Linked DNA regions of Rattus norvegicus: all the other regions are linked to region 1. The links are chromatin contacts, called in public Hi-C maps. All regions are on one chromosome and are shown on one strand. Each heading gives the region's core, a stretch centred on a gene start, on an enhancer-like site or on the middle of the called end of the contact. The rest is flanking DNA. Distances are from core to core; before and after follow the strand shown. Region 1 holds the start of Alk (ALK receptor tyrosine kinase). Region 2 has its middle 8.6 kb from the start of Togaram2. Region 3 overlaps Alk (ALK receptor tyrosine kinase).

Region 1 (4,955 bases), core at 1,491-3,990:
CATTAGTAACCAGTGGAGCGTAAGAAGTTCATTTATTTCTGATGATGAGAACGACAGAAAAGAAGCTAGGTCCGCTCAATGGAATCAGTGTGGGCTTCTTTTTTAAAAACATGATTTCTCTTTCTGTGGTTTTTCTCATTCATTTACATTGCATATCTAATTCATTCACAAGCCCTTCCCCTCACGGTCTTATGAGAGAAACATTCATTCAAAACCACCTGGCTTGCCATTCAAAAGACACTACTGCAGAGTTGGAAGCAAATGCTTGCACATACAGCCTTAACTCGGTGAATTTTGGAAGAAATGGGGAAGTAAATGAAACAGAAACCTCACTCCAAGAGCCTCCAGCAGTGAGGGTCTGCACAGAACTCTCCTCCAGAGCAGCTGCCACACACATGCAAGCTAAGACTCCCAGGGCAAACAAAGGGGGAGGCAGGAGAGACAACTATCGCTTCTCCCCAAAGCAGGGCAACCTTAACAATTTTCATCGCTTTCTCTACAACTCTCCTGTCCCTTGTTCCTTAGTTCCTCTGGGACATTCCTGGGACATCTGAGAAGAGTGATAGTCTGAGTGTGTAAACAATCTGGGGGGTTGGAATCCAGTGTGGCAGAATAAATAATTAAGGAAAATAGAACCTCTGGGCTAGCCAGCACTGGGGAGGAGGGCCAGCGCCGGGCAGTTGGCTGAGACTCGGTATAAAGGGGAATTCTATATTCTCTGGGAAATTCTACCACATTCTCCAAACTGGCAGTAGACCAGAAGAGGAACAAGAGTTGGGAAAAAATAGAGCAATAGTTTGAGGTCTGGTAACTTGGAACTTAGGAGTTACAGGGGCGTTTCAGTCATTCTCAGAGCTCAAGAAGGAGGGCATCCAATTATGATCTAATTGGATCATGTGTAAGTCTGTGGAAGGCATTCTGCCAACACTGGGAAACTTTTCTCCCAACTTGGTTGCTAAAGAGAAAAAAAGGTTCTATTGGAAAGTCACTATGTTCAAGTACATAAGAAGAAACTACGGATCTAAGCTCAAGTACGATGAAATGGGGGCTAAGAAGAGAGTAAGGGTTAGTTAACAGTGGCTACATGTCGCTATAACTAAAAATGCAAATCCCAACACACTCTGGTGGGAACTGCTCACCGGTCCCGAAGATCTGGAAGAGAAGGCGGGGCTGGGAGGCTCGGATCGCAGTGGATAGCCTTCCCTCCCTGCCCACTTCCGATGCCTTCTTCTCAGGCATCAGGCGGATCCTCAGCCGCCCTTCGCCGTGTAGAATCCACCAGCTGAACAGCTCGCTAAGGTTGAACTGGAGTATCCCCACAGCCGCCGCCTCCTCTGGGGGACCAATGCAGCCTTCAAGGATCGTCTCCTCGCCCAGCTCCAGCACCAGCTGTTTGGCACGCCTGAGCTTGCGCACCGAGCCGCCCTTCAGCACCCTGGACAGCGTCGGAGCCGCCTCCGGACTAGGAGAACTGGCTCCCTCTGCCCAGGAGATTCCAGGCGATGGCCCCAGCAACCTGAGCAGAGGGTCGCAGTCCAGAGCCAGTGATCCCCGCGCCTCCAGCCCGCCAGCCCCGGGCTCCGAGGGGGACGGTGGCTGCGGCAGCAGCAGGTCTCGGGCATAGACGCGGAAGAGTGAGGGCACCACGAAGTCCACCGCCAGACTCTTCCTCTGCAGGCGCGAATAGCTGAGCGGCTCCCGGGGCTGCAGAGGCGGCCCTGAGGCTGGAGAACCCGCGCGCTGATCGGTTGCAGCTCCGGAGTACGAGGCTGCTGTCAAAAGCAGCGGCGGCAGCAGCCACAGGAACCCAAGGGCTCCCATCCCTCCGGAGGGCGAGTTTACACTAGACTCCCTTCCCTGCCTGGTCCAGCCTCACCTTTCACTCTCCCCTAAACAGAAAGGGGCTCCAAATAGTCCTTGGTCCTGAACGGCTCCTTCCACTTGGTCTCAAGGACTGTGTACACTATAGAGCGCCCTGCTTTCCCCAGTCTACAAGGAGGCAAAAAGGGTTCTCAGCAAAACGGATGAGAAAGTCAGGGGGGAGTTCGGAGACAGTGAGACACCTTGGGTTCAACAGCTGGATCCTGCGCCTCTCGCCATGCTGCGCCCCATTTGCTCAGGGACCAGAGAAATCACTATGGTTGAGGGAGGTGGCAATTAGGTACCGTTCAAGGAGCCCTCGGTGACCAGAGCTCTCCTCTTCGCCTCCAATCTTCTGCAACTTTCCAGGCTGCGAGCCGCGGTTCTGAGTCGGTCACTGTCTTGCCCACGTCCTCCGTTCCTGTCACCTCCTCTGCGCTCCTTCCCAGGTCTAGGCAAGGACCACCGGAGGGGGCTGCTTTCTAGCGCCCCCTCAAGTGACCTCCGCTGCAGGAAGTCTTCGGATCGATCACCCTGCCCGCTGAACTTCTGGGCGTGAACGCGAGCTCTGCGTTGCGGAGAGGAGGCTCCCGCTGCCTCCACGCGCACAAGTTTGCAGCGTCCTTGCTGTCACCGACGTCTTCGTTCCTCGGAGTTCACTCCCAAGCACCAGAGCGGCCCCGGCCGCTGCCGCCGAGTGAAAACATTCGGGGCAGAGGAGCCCGCAACGTAGCCAGCTCCCTCCTTACCTACCAGCAGCGCCCGCGGTTTTGTTGACTGGCCAGGGGGCGAACGGAAAGCGTCTTACTGCCCCGAGAACCCCTGGACAGAAGAAGCGGGAGGAGCCAGTTGCCACCGCCGCTGCCGCCCCCAGAGCTGCTGGCTCGCATCTGCCTGGGCGCCCGCCACTTGCAGCTGGCAGTGCCGCGAGCGCGCGCCGAAAGGGGGCGGGGCCTCCGTGAGGGCGGGGCTCCTGAGCGAACTCAGCGCAGCCGCCCAGCCCACGCAGTCGGCCCCGCCCCCTCCCATGCCCGCCAGCCAATGCTGCTGCGAGATCTGCTCCTATGCAAATCTGCAGAGGCCCTCGGTATTCATTCAGAAAAGCACCAAGCCCGCCCCGCCTCCGGCTGTTGGTGCCCGTTCCTTCCTCCGGATTGCCTGCCCTATTTCTCTGCTGTGCGAACAAGAGAGTATTTTGGATAAATGGGAAAACTGGAAGCGATCGTTGCAACCAAGCACTCTCTCTCTCTCTAATTATATATTTAACAGATTAAATGTGTCCGACTTCAGAGGAGCAGGATCCGGAATAAAACTGGAGGCAAAGGAAAACCAGGAGGAGGCAGGAGTAGCATGGCCCCTTCTCCCCCCCCCCCCCCCGCCCCGCAAGATTCAAGAGCAGCTTGTCTTAGGGCCTTGAAAGGGAACCTTCTCTAACACTCCAGTTATTTGAAAGCATTCCTGAGAGCCTGGTACTTCCGAATCGAGTTGTTCTTCAGCCGCATAAACTGCCGTTCAGACCTGTCAGCCACTTTGTTTTCTCATAATGATATCTGAACAGGTTTCCAGACTGGTGCTGGGGATGAAATTCCGAGCCTTCTGTAAAACAGGCAGACACTCTACTGCTGAGCAACCACCCCACCACGACACCATTTGTTTATCCATTTGTTATTTTGGCTTTTTTAAAAATAAGACCTTGATTGGTAGCCCAGGCTAACCCTGAACTCACTATGTTGCTAATACCGACCAGGAAGTCTTGGAAATCCAGCTTCAGCTTTTCAAGTGCTGGGGTTACAAACATAAACCACCACACATAAGATAAATATTTTTAATTCCAGTTCCGGATCGTATGGTCACATGAGACTACCAAGCCTATCCTCCAGTCCTGTTGACTGTTACTCTGCCATAGCCCTCCATGAATAGCAGACCACAGGCTATGGATGTGATTCTATGAACGAAGTTTGTGTGGGACAGTGGCTCACACAGTCAAGGCCTTTTATTTATTCACTTAAAATGCTGGCTTCTACCTCCAGTCTCCTTTCCTTTCTGATAACAGCTGTGTGTCACCAGAAGCCCAGATAAGGTTAATGTTTAGTTTATACTAATTTCTCAGTCCCTTCTCTCCAAGGCTGACTATCTTACTTTATGCTAGCTCTCCCAGTACCCCAGTACATTGCCCAGTGGACTCTCCCTTAGCCAGCTCTAAGAGACACAATATCTTGCTCACTGCCCCACATGAGAGAACGGTCAAGTGGAGCCCCTGCTCTTCCAAGGCCAGGGTATTTTCCAGCACTATGCTATCATGTTGACCAGTGAAATCCTACAGACAAAAACAAACAGCACTGCTTCTCAGTGACCTTCTGGCTTCCAGCTGCATATTTGAAATCTTTATGTGCTGCCAATTTAACTGTTTAAGGAATAAGACTTGACACAAGGAGAATTTAAGAAATGATCCTGTCTTGGGGAGGCAGAGGGAGAAGGAAAAGGACTATGGAGTTAAAAATTTTCATAGTAGGCTTGGGTTCTCATCAGTTTTTCTGTTGTGCAAACCCTCAGAAAAATACCTTTCTATGGGAAACATGAAAAGGATCAAGACACTAGCCCCTCGGCACCCCTGCTCTTTCTTTCCTGTCTGTATAACTCTTGTTCAAAGGCAAATTGACTCGTAATTTGTCAAGGATGGTGTACAGGCTTCTGAAATCAGTGGCCACTAGGGGGCTGCAGAGACTAGAAACTCAACCTGGAGGAGCATCAAGGTTCTGAACTCCGGGACAAGGGCTCCTAAGGTTGTGTTTGTATCTCACGGACACTGTGGGGGAGGGGGCGGGGCGTCTCAATTAACTTCAATTAACTCTCATGCCTTATTAATTCTCTCACGTCTCCCAAGGAGAAACTAGTGCCTTCCCCTGTAGGTTAAATTATACCAACTCAAAAATGTTTCCTATTTGCTAGGTAAATTTTTTTAATGAGTCGAAAATGGCTATTGATAATTTATCAGGCACCAAGCATCTGCATCTATAGTCATGTGTGTGTGTGTGTGTGTGTGTGTGTGTGTGTGTGTGTGCATGTGCACATGTGTCTCACATCACACAAGTAGA
Region 2 (4,955 bases), core at 706-3,205, 930 kb before region 1:
CCCTCTTCATCTTTCTCTGTGGATCTGCATCAGACAGATGCGCTGATGAGAGGCAATTGGTTTCTTTGTCTCCACACGGATGGTATCCTATATGTATGTAGCAGTCTGTGGTCTAACTCTTAGGCAATGCGCTTTGGAGAGCTGACCAATTTAGGAACAAAACTTCACCATTCTCAAGTGTGTCAAGATCAGTTCAGGGTGTGGGGACTCCTATACCAATTCCTGTTTGCGATGGTTTAAATATGCTTGGCCCAGGGAGTGACACTATTAGGAGGTGTGTCCTTGTCAGAGGAAGTGTGTCACTGTGGGCTTGGGCTTTGAGACCCTCTTCCTAGCTGCCTGGAAGCCAGTCTTCTCCAAGCAGCCTTCAGATGAAGATGTAGAACTCAGCTTCTCCTGCACCATGCCCGCCTGGATGCTGCCAGGCTCCTGCCTTGATGATAATGGACTGAACTTCTGAACCTGTAAGCCAGCCCCAATTAAATGCTATCCTGATAAGAGTGCATTGGTCCTGGTGTCTATTCGCAGCAGTAAAACCCTAACTAAGGCACTGTCCCACCCTGGAGTTTCAGACTGTCGGAGCATTTCCTGATCCATGACATATGGGCTGTTTTTAGTGCCCTGATAAAATAAGGGCGTTTCCCGGGCCCTTGTGCTACTGTGTAGGTGCTGTGCCAGTATCTTTCTAGGATGCTGAAACTCGACTTCAGAAAAGAGAGCTTGTTTTGATCCACCATTTTGAGGGTATGTGGCCCATCAAGGCACAGAAGGCTCGGCAGCAGGAAAACGGCAGCTGGTCACACTGCTTACCATCAGGAAGCAGGGAGAGAGGAATGCTAGCACTCATTCACTTTCTGTATCCTTTCCTGTTTATTGGGTTTGGGGCTCCAGTCTGTGCGATGGTGCTACCCGAGGAGGGGTATTCCTCTTCAGTTAAACCTCTTTGGAAATGTCCCCACAGGAGTGCCCAGAGTGTCTCCTGGGTGACTCTAAGTGCCGCAAATTTGATAAAGATGATAACGTTTGCAGATAGGTAGGAGTCTGGGTGCAGGCTTTGGTACTTGAGATTTCCATAGATCTGTCATGTTGCCTCTCATCTGGCTTCAACAGATTTCAGGTCAAGTTTCACAGGGCAAACACTCCTGACCCAAATTAAACATAAATCCTATAGAAATTAGATTTGCTCTTTGACAGTCAGTAGGCTTATGAGAATTGATTTCTTGGAATATTATAACTGAATGCATTCCTCTTTGCTTAGAAAGAACTGATTATTATTCTAACCATTTATTTAATAAATTTATTATTGTTAACCATTTAACATAACAACACATTGTTGTGTCTGTGTTGTGTCTTTATGAATATCTGTGCGAGGGAGTCAGATCTGGAACTGGAGGTACAGAGAGCTGTGTGGAAGAGCAGCCAATGCTCTAACCATTGAGCCATCTCTCCAGACCTCTCTTTTTTAACTTTGGAAAAATCATGCCTGTTGCTTCTGCCTTCATAGGTTTGGGTATTTGGGACAGATGACCAGAGCCTGCCAACTCTTACCTCATGAATGAGTGCCTCAGGAAAGGCAGGACAAATAGTTCCTTGATAGAGGTGTTCTGGAAACCTGCAACTAAAACTCCTTAGAATTGAGGCCTTCTGTTAATCTCGGTTAACGGAGAGATTTTCAGCTTGTAAAAAACCAAACGGGTGAGGTGGTGAGAGCATGGCTGTTCTCGGGACCCAGGCCTCCTTCTTCCAGCGGACATCTTGGCTGTGGATTTTGCAGTATAATCCAGTGTGCTGCTCAAGTTTCGTGAACACGGTGGAATTGCTTTTGCGCCTAGAGTCAAGGAATGCCAATGGATGTTCATTCTCTAGGCCTGTCCAGTTGCCCTGGTTTCTTTCTGGGGTCCAAGTGGAAATCGTCAAAATCAAAGTGAACCACAAGGTGTCAGTCTTCCTCCGGGCAACTCTCTTATCAGCACGCCATTACCCGCAGGAAGTGGGGCTGCCTGAGAACGCTGCCCTGGTGAACTTGTCCGCTTTCTCCTACAGCCTTCGGGAATCTCCAAGGTGCTTCCAGCTCTTTTTTTTTTTCTCTTTTTTTTCTTTTTCTTTCTTTCTTCCCCCCCGCCCCCGAAATGCATCCCAGTTTGGAGGACACAGGGTCTTCCGATTGCGCCTTCCAATTCCCTCCAGCTTCTCCGAAGTGGGCAGTGCCTCCCTCCCCCGCCCCCAAGCTGATATTCTCATGTCCTGGGCCTGAACACAGACCCAGTGGACTAGCCTGAGCAAACACCCAGCTTGGCAGAAGCAGCATGGGCGACTTGTAGTGTGTAACAGTGAAGCACCAGAGACTGCAGGCTCCCCCTCATTTCCATAATGGACAACCCCCCCACCCCCGCCCCCAGCTCACCACCCTCTCCCCGCTGCACGGACTTTGTCCATAAGAGATAGGATTACACATTCGCTCAATGGCAGCGTGAGGAATAATTTTAATTGTCACTTGGCTTCTTTTCCAAACTTTTGAAAACTTCAAGTCTACTGAAAAGTGAAAAGAATAAGTCGGGCATGCTTTTAATATCAGCATTTGGGAGTCAGAGGCAGGTGGGTCTCTAAGTTTGAGGCCATCTTGCTCTATGAAGGGACTGAGCTTGCAGAATAAACCGCAGGACAGTCAGGGTTGTACATACTGGCAGAAATAGGTCACCACTAATTTTGATCTTGAAGTAAGCAAGACCAGTGTTATCGCATGTGTCCTTCCAGACGTCTCTGTGACTGTGTGTCCGTAATACAGAGGCCAGACTGACTGCCGCGAGAGGGCTCTAATACCGTGATCCACCCGGGCTTTGCACCCCACGAGGTTCACAGGACAGCACTGCGTTTCAGAGGTGTTTATAAATATAGACTGAGAGATTTCCAGCATTACAAAAACTGAATTTCTTTTGTGTTTAGAGGTCTCTGGGTCGGCGAATGTACAAGTTTATGAGAAAAAGACATTCATTTGTAGAAACTTGCAGTGCATTTTCAGGTTCACAAGGCACTTAGTTCTTTCCTTGTTGAGGCAAGCCCTCACGTAGCCCAGGCTAGTCTCAAACTCTCAATGAGCCCTCTCCCGATCCTCCTGTCTCTGCCTCCTTAGTGTTGGGATTACCACAGTGTGTCATCGGGTTCTGGATACTTGCTTTGTGGGTTTTTTTAAATCAATTTTATTGATGTCTATGTGAATTCGCGTCTCTGTACGTGTGTCTGCCATGTGTATGCAGGTGCCCACAGAGCCCGGAACAGGGTGATGACTGTCTTGGAACTGGACTTGCTGGCAAATGTGAGCTGCCCAGCAGGGTTGCTGGGAACAGAGTTCCAGTGCCCTGGAAAGGCAGGAAGTACTTGTAACTGCTGAATCATCTTTTTAGCTCCAGGTCTTTCTTCCTTCCTTCCTTCCTTCCTTCCTTCCTTCCTTCCTTATTTATTTATTTATTTGCTTTGGACAACAGCTCATATAACCTCAACTGGCCTGGGACTTGCTTTGTGCACCAGGCTGGCTTCCTTGCCTCTGTCTTGTGAGTGGCTGACTTGGTTTTAAAAGCATTGCTTAAGTGAATGGGCAAAACCAGATAACTTTTTTTGTTTTTCAAAAAAAACAAAAAAAAAAAAACAAAAAAAAAAAACAAAAACAAAACTGGGACCTTATCTATTAATTTATTTAATATTAATAATATTATTTATTATTTTTTAAAGCAACACAAGGACAACCATTCTGCTACAAAGAAGAAAAATAAAAGAAAGAAAAAACAAAGAAAAGAAATGGTATACATTAACTCTTGGTAGCTCTTACCGCAAGCTGTCCTCTGTTGGCTCCAGCATAGTTGGCCTGGCCTGGCCTGGCCTGGCCTTCCCTTTCCTGGGAAGGAGCTGAGCATTCTGAAAACTCTACGGTGTCCCGGCCAGGCCTGCCCCTCTGTGGCCTTGGGCGAGCTGTTTACCTCCTGTGAGTGCCAATTTTTCCATCTGCACGTGGAGGACTGGATGGAGCACCTCAGACAGCTCTGGAGGGGAGTTAGAGCGGTTTGTGACATGTCTGGGAACCCGCCCTGCACAGGGCCCATGCTAGACCAAGACCACAGAGCCACCAAGTCCACAGTCCAATCAGGAATCTTCCTGTTTCAAGGACATTTGAATTTATTTAGAAGAGATTTACCTTTATTATGTTTACATTGCGTGTCTGCGTGCGGCTCTGCGCTTGTGAGTACAGGTGCCCACTGAGGTCAAATGTGTCCGATCCCCTGGAGCTGGAATTCAGATGGATGTGAGCTGCCTAATGGGGGGGCTGGAACCAAACTCAGGTCCTCTGCAAGAGCAATATGCGTTCTCAGCCACTGGGCCATCTTTGCAGCACCACCCAAACCTCGTCCATCTTAAAGGTTTGCCTACTTGACTTTGTGTGCAGGTTATTGTTATTGATATTATCGGTTATTGCTGTTAGTTTTTTCTTTTTTTCTTTTTCTTTTTCTTTTTTTTTCTTTTTTTTTAGAGCTGGGGACCGAACCCAGGGCCTTGCGCTTGCTAGGCAAGTGCTCTACCACTGAGCTAAATCCCCAACCCGCTGTTAGTTTTTTGAGACAGGGTCTCTGTTAGCCAGGTTGTCCGGTGCCCAAGGAATCCTCCTGTCTCAGCCTTTCAGGTCCTTGTTCTTCAGATGTATGCAGCCCAGCCTAGCTTTCTAATTCTGACAGTATTTTCCCTCATCCTCTGGGCTTCTCCTCCTTAAGTAAATAAATAATTAACAGAGTCTACCTAGGCTGCTGTCATCATCTGTTTGCTTGTAACACAATCCCTCAGGGTGGGTTAGTTATAAAGACAGAAGTTTTGTTTTGTCTTCTTGTCTGAGGGTCCATTGGCCTGGGTGGCCGTGTCTATTTCTCTTGCCTGCCTGGCCATGGCTATGAGAAAAGATGCTCCTTACATTC
Region 3 (4,955 bases), core at 723-3,222, 630 kb before region 1:
CTGGAGGGGCAGGTGATGGGGCCTGGTACAACGGGGGCTAATTCCTGGAGCTCATCTTCTGTGAGGGAACTGGCCAAAAGATGAGGTGAAGACCAGGCCAGCTGTGATTTAGGCTTCTCTGCTTTGGATGCTGCCTGGTTTGTGTCTCCAGCAGAACCAAAGAGCAGAGGCTCTGGAAGCCCCTCCCTGCTAGAGAGAGGCAAGACTTCCTCCTGGCTCTGAATCCTTCTGGTCCAATTATTCTTTTATAGTCACTTTCCCAAAGATACAGACACTGGGTCATTCCTCACAGTGAGTTTAGCCTCAGGCTTAGGTCCCACACATACTCTTAGTACAGGTAGAGAGTATTCTAGGGCTGATGGGAGGCAAGGTCAAGGCATATTATTGCTAATATGACAACAGACTGATAATCACACAGGTTACCCCTGAGGCCCAACCCCAACACTTTCCCTTTGGATGGGGAGGGAAGCAGTGTTTCCATGGCTACAAGAGCCTTCCCCTTCTCCAGTGGGACATCTGGTTAAGGAAAAGGTAGAGTAAGCACTTATCCAGAAGCCTAGCAGGCAGGCCTCCCTTCTCTTTGGCTGTGTGGTAACTGTGAGATCTGTTTGGTTCTTTCTGTTTCTCCAGAGTAGATTTTAGATTCGCAGGAGTTGTTGCTGGTCTTACTTTTTTTTTTTCCTTGTCTAAACCACACTTGGCTAGAGGTCTTGGCTCAAGCCTGCTTTTGCATAAGAATGTATTCACCTCTCCATCTTGTACGAGCTTTATAGACAGATTGTTGAAAATTAGCCCAGGAGGATTCTGGGAGGTGATCATTTGGGCCACGGGCCAGGTCAGGTTTCCAGGAGGCAGCTCTTGGAAGTGGGTGCTTCCTGTACTCACGGAGCAGGTCTTTGCAGAGGACATATTGAACGCTGCTCACGCACTGCTCAGAAAACGCACTGTCTCATTCAGGCAACAGACTGTTAATGGGCGGTGACTATGAGGCCTTATTCGCAATCCTCCCAGCCTCAGGGATTGACAAACCTAATTAAGTTCACTTAATGATTCTAAGTAGCTGACAAAAAGGTGTGTGTCTGAATGTGGACTGAGGGAATAACAAGGCTTTGGTGAGAGAGAAAGAATGCTGGGTGGTGTAAGAGGCGTTTGATGGATGGGCACTGTGGTTCAGAGCCCTTCCCTGGCCATTTAGTACGATCCAAAAAGAGGGGGAGGGGGCTCATTTTCACAGCTGGGGCTTGTCTGGGACCTGGCTGCTTAGGATGGAACTGGCAGATGTTGCTGAGAGAAAACCACTCTCTCCCATTTCTTATTGCGCAGTTGATTTGTTCAGTAAAAGTCTTCTGAAATGGACTGTCGCGAGGCTGGGGTCGCGGCACGCATTTCTATTAGAATAATGTCTGCTACGAGAAAGCCCTGCCTCATCCATCCCATTATCTGCATAATTGACTTCACTCACCGGCTGCGGAGGAGGGGCTGGGCTAGCGGAGGAGGGGCTGGGCTAGCGGAGGAGGGGCTGGGCTAGCGGAGGAGGGGCTGGGCTAGCGGAGGCGGGGCTGGGCTAGCGGAGGCGGGGCTGGACTAGCGGAGGCGGGGCTGGGCTAGCGGAGGCGGGGCTGGGCTAGCGGAGGAGGGGCTGGGCTAGCGGAGGCGGGGCTGGGCTAGCGGAGGCGGGGCTGGACTAGCGGAGGCGGGGCTGGACTAGCGGAGGCGGGGCTGGACTAGCGGAGGCGGGGCTGGGCTAGCAGGGCAGCTTTGGATTCCTAGGACCCACCCTGGTTGGATCTGACTAGGCAGTGGCTGGGCATGTGTTCGTTTGCTGTGACTCTTGGTGAATGTGAATGCGCCATGTCGAAGGTCAGGCTAAATTGGGAATGTTTCTGCATCCACAAGCCCAACTCTCTGAGGTAATTTACCACCTCAAGACTCGGTTTCTCCTCTGGGCATAACACCAAGAGAAAAGTCAATATAGAGTTTCTAGGGCTGCCAAGGGTCAGAGAGTTCTCTCTTGCATAACCAGGCTGGTTGAGGTAAGGGAGCCTTCTGGAAAGAAGGAAACAGATCTTCAGATAAACTGCATGGAGAATTATAGAAACCCTTCCACACTCCCAGGTCAAGGCTTCCAATCACTGGTTTTTCCCCTTGGTTAATTTTTATTTTCTCTTGTGTGGCGTGTGCATTTCTGTGTGTGCATTTCTGTGTGTGCATGTGGAAGCCAGAGGAAGACACTGGGCATCCTGCTCTATCTCTCTCCCTTGAGAAAGAATCTCTTGCTGAACCTGGAGTTAGGCTGGAGGCCACCAAGCTCCAGTGATTCTCTGGACTCATCTGCCCTCCCTAGTGCTGGGTTGCAGGTCATACCAGCAAGTCCAGTGCTTTGCATGGGTACTAGAGACTCAAACTCAGGTCCTCATGGGAGTGCAGCAAATGTTCTTACCCACGGAGCCATCTCCCCACCCTTAAGCATTGATTTTCTGTGCTCATTTCTGTGAAGCGACATTGAAGGGTTCCTGGGAAGGAGAAACCAGAGAAGTCAGACTGGCAGAAGACAATCTTCAGTTGGCTCCTTCTTTGCTATCTCAGTACCCCAATCTGTGTCATATCTGTCGAATGCTGGTGTGGCAAGCAGGTGTAAAGAGAGAGTGAAGGAAAGACAACTTTGCTTTATGGAGCTCTGGCCCAGCAGAGGAGCAGAGATAGACAGAAACGCTTGATCCACAGGCTTGAATGGGTAAGCGCTGGGTGGGAAGAGAGCGTAAAGGGGAGAGAGATGGAGGCGGAGAAGAGGAGGGGAAGGGAAGGAGGAGGAGGAGAAGGAGAGAAAGAAAGAAAATGAGAACACCCTTACATACTTACATCCAAACTCGCACACTTACTCACACACAGAAGCATGTGTACAAGAACTCACTAAAGGATACAAAGACTGTCTGAGATCTCTGGGAGCATTGTCTGCCTTGGTCAGTTACCCATTAGGGAAAAGCAGGGCCTCTCATCTCCCAGGCCGTGTTTTCTGTCATCTGTGGCCGAACCACCCAACCCATGCAGTGTGATACACACTCCATGTTCAACAAGCCCTCGGAACAACCGAGGCCGTAGAAGGTGCCAAATCCATCCTTCTTAAAGACTGGGCTGTCCACTCCTGTATCTCAGGACCTGCGGATAGTCTCTATGGTGACTTCTCTCCTTCTGTCTCTGTTGATGTGTGCCTTGGATGGCAGAGATGGTTACCAGATATGGCAGCTTTCTGACAATGAAAGGACCCAGGAGAAGGATGGTTTGAACTTCCTTCTCCATCTCTGTGGACGTAAACTGGAAGTCTTCTTTGCCTGGGGGCACTGAATCTCAAAATACTGTCGTTGAGTAAGTCAGGGCTACAGACTCGGTGGGACCCTGGGCAAAGCACAAGGACTTAATGGGTGCTATCTTAGCATTTTCGCATTGCCTTTCTCTAGGATAAGAGCTCATACTTCATTGTTTCCATTTCATATTCTATTTTAATGATAAACCTTCCTTAGACAGCGGTGACGAATTATACGTATCACCCTATGCATTGGTGCAAAGGTCATCAGTGCCCATGTTCTGAGCCAGACGCTTGCGCCTAATGCAGCTAGGAGCATAGAGCATTGTCCTTGTCCTGGGAGCTTGGATATCATGTAATTCGCATTATTCAACGACTATGGGACTTCTGACTTCTTGCTAAAGTCTATTCAAGCCAGGGGACGTGCTGGTTGTGGTGAGAGAAAACCCAAGGAAGACTTTGAAGAGTTGGACATCTAGGGGAGTGGCAGCAGAGCTATGGGTAGAAGTGCACGTGGCAGTTACACTGTGACGTCATGAGGTGCCAGTCAGGCATCAGGCAATGTGGGTCCAGGACTCATGTGGAAATGAGGATGTGTGGATCATTTGCTTGCTAGTGAGGATAGAAGTTGTGTCAATGAGGCTCCTCCTGGAGAACAAAATATGTTGGATTCTGTTTTGCCCCAAATATTAGAGGCTCAATTATCCCTTAGATTCCAAACTCTGTGCCTAGAGGGAGGAGGGCTGAGAACACAGGACCTCATTTTCACAGGCATTAAGGGTTATGAAAAACACACGCACATCTGTTGACTTGTAAACGGAACTGTGGATGTTACCGAAAAAAAATCTTGAGCAGATCTGAACATCTGCCGTCATGAAGGGGGTCCACGTGGTGCCATTTTGAACAACTGCCTCTTAAACCAGGCACACAGGCCTGATCTGCCTCAGTGCTCTGCGCTCTTGATTGTGGAAACAGCAATCTAAAGCAACAGCTTGTCCCAAACGTCACAGTAAATCAGCATTAGAAATGGGACTTAGAGCCTCAGAATTAGTAATCTTCTCCTTGCTCCAATTATCTGGGATATTTTGTGAGAGAGGAAACAGGGCCAGATCCTTCCAGAGTTATGAGTGTTTGATTTGTATATATCAATGCCTGGGTATGCACTGCATGCTGAGCCGCCAGCCATAGCTTCTCCCTTCTCAGAGAACAGCTCCTAAGCTGCACCCGAACAACTTTTGGAAGGCAGCAGAAGCTGGGCCTCCATTGCAATGCCTTCCCGACTTCGCTTTTCTGAGTTCCACTTCATGGTTCTAATCATTACACATTTTCTTTTCCCAAGAGCCTCTACCAGACTCAAGGCTCCAGTGAACCGAATGGGCTTCATGGTTCTGTTACCTACACTCACAGCCCAAAGCACATGGTCTCATACTATCCCCTCTTGCTCAAGATGGCTACCTACCATCCCTTGACACAACCCAGAAACAACAGAAAACATCCCTGTCTTTAGATCTTTGCTTGCCCTGACACTGTCTCTAGAATGAATGGCCTTGAGTCTCATTTCTCTAAGATCTGAATTTTTCTTGAGGGCTGACTTATTAGTTCACTTCCCCCACTCAGGTTGCCCTGACTGAGGCTGCTTGGATACTAGGAGATC

The links. A called contact is a pair of places that touch in the nucleus more often than the background predicts.
Region 2: a Hi-C map of liver shows a contact between it and region 1, with 5 times the contacts expected there. The contact joins the enhancer-like site here to the promoter of Alk in region 1. A contact is called at or near these places in 2 of 12 Hi-C or Micro-C datasets (Schwann cells and liver).
Region 3: a Hi-C map of liver shows a contact between it and region 1, with 2.3 times the contacts expected there. The contact joins the enhancer-like site here to the promoter of Alk in region 1. A contact is called at or near these places in 4 of 12 Hi-C or Micro-C datasets (Schwann cells, frontal cortex, liver and 1 more).

Annotation. Positions count from the first base shown.
Region 1 is chr6:28,629,262-28,634,216 of GRCr8, reverse strand. Alk (ALK receptor tyrosine kinase) reads right to left here and starts at 2,740. Exons shown (of 29, transcript NM_001169101.3): 1 at 1,140-2,740. The coding sequence starts at 1,821.
Region 2 is chr6:29,555,106-29,560,060 of GRCr8, reverse strand. No RefSeq gene overlaps it. Among named protein-coding and RNA genes, the nearest start is that of Togaram2, 8.6 kb to the right of the region's middle. Within about 2 kb of position 1,955, at least 6 of the 93 cell types and tissues checked have an H3K27ac peak or open chromatin away from gene starts, as enhancers often do. A contact at or near this core is called in liver, where this site is marked.
Region 3 is chr6:29,258,583-29,263,537 of GRCr8, reverse strand. The region is part of intron 9 of Alk (ALK receptor tyrosine kinase); the gene reads right to left. Among named protein-coding and RNA genes, the nearest start is that of Clip4, 190 kb to the left of the region's middle. Within about 2 kb of position 1,972, at least 29 of the 93 cell types and tissues checked have an H3K27ac peak or open chromatin away from gene starts, as enhancers often do. A contact at or near this core is called in liver, where this site is marked.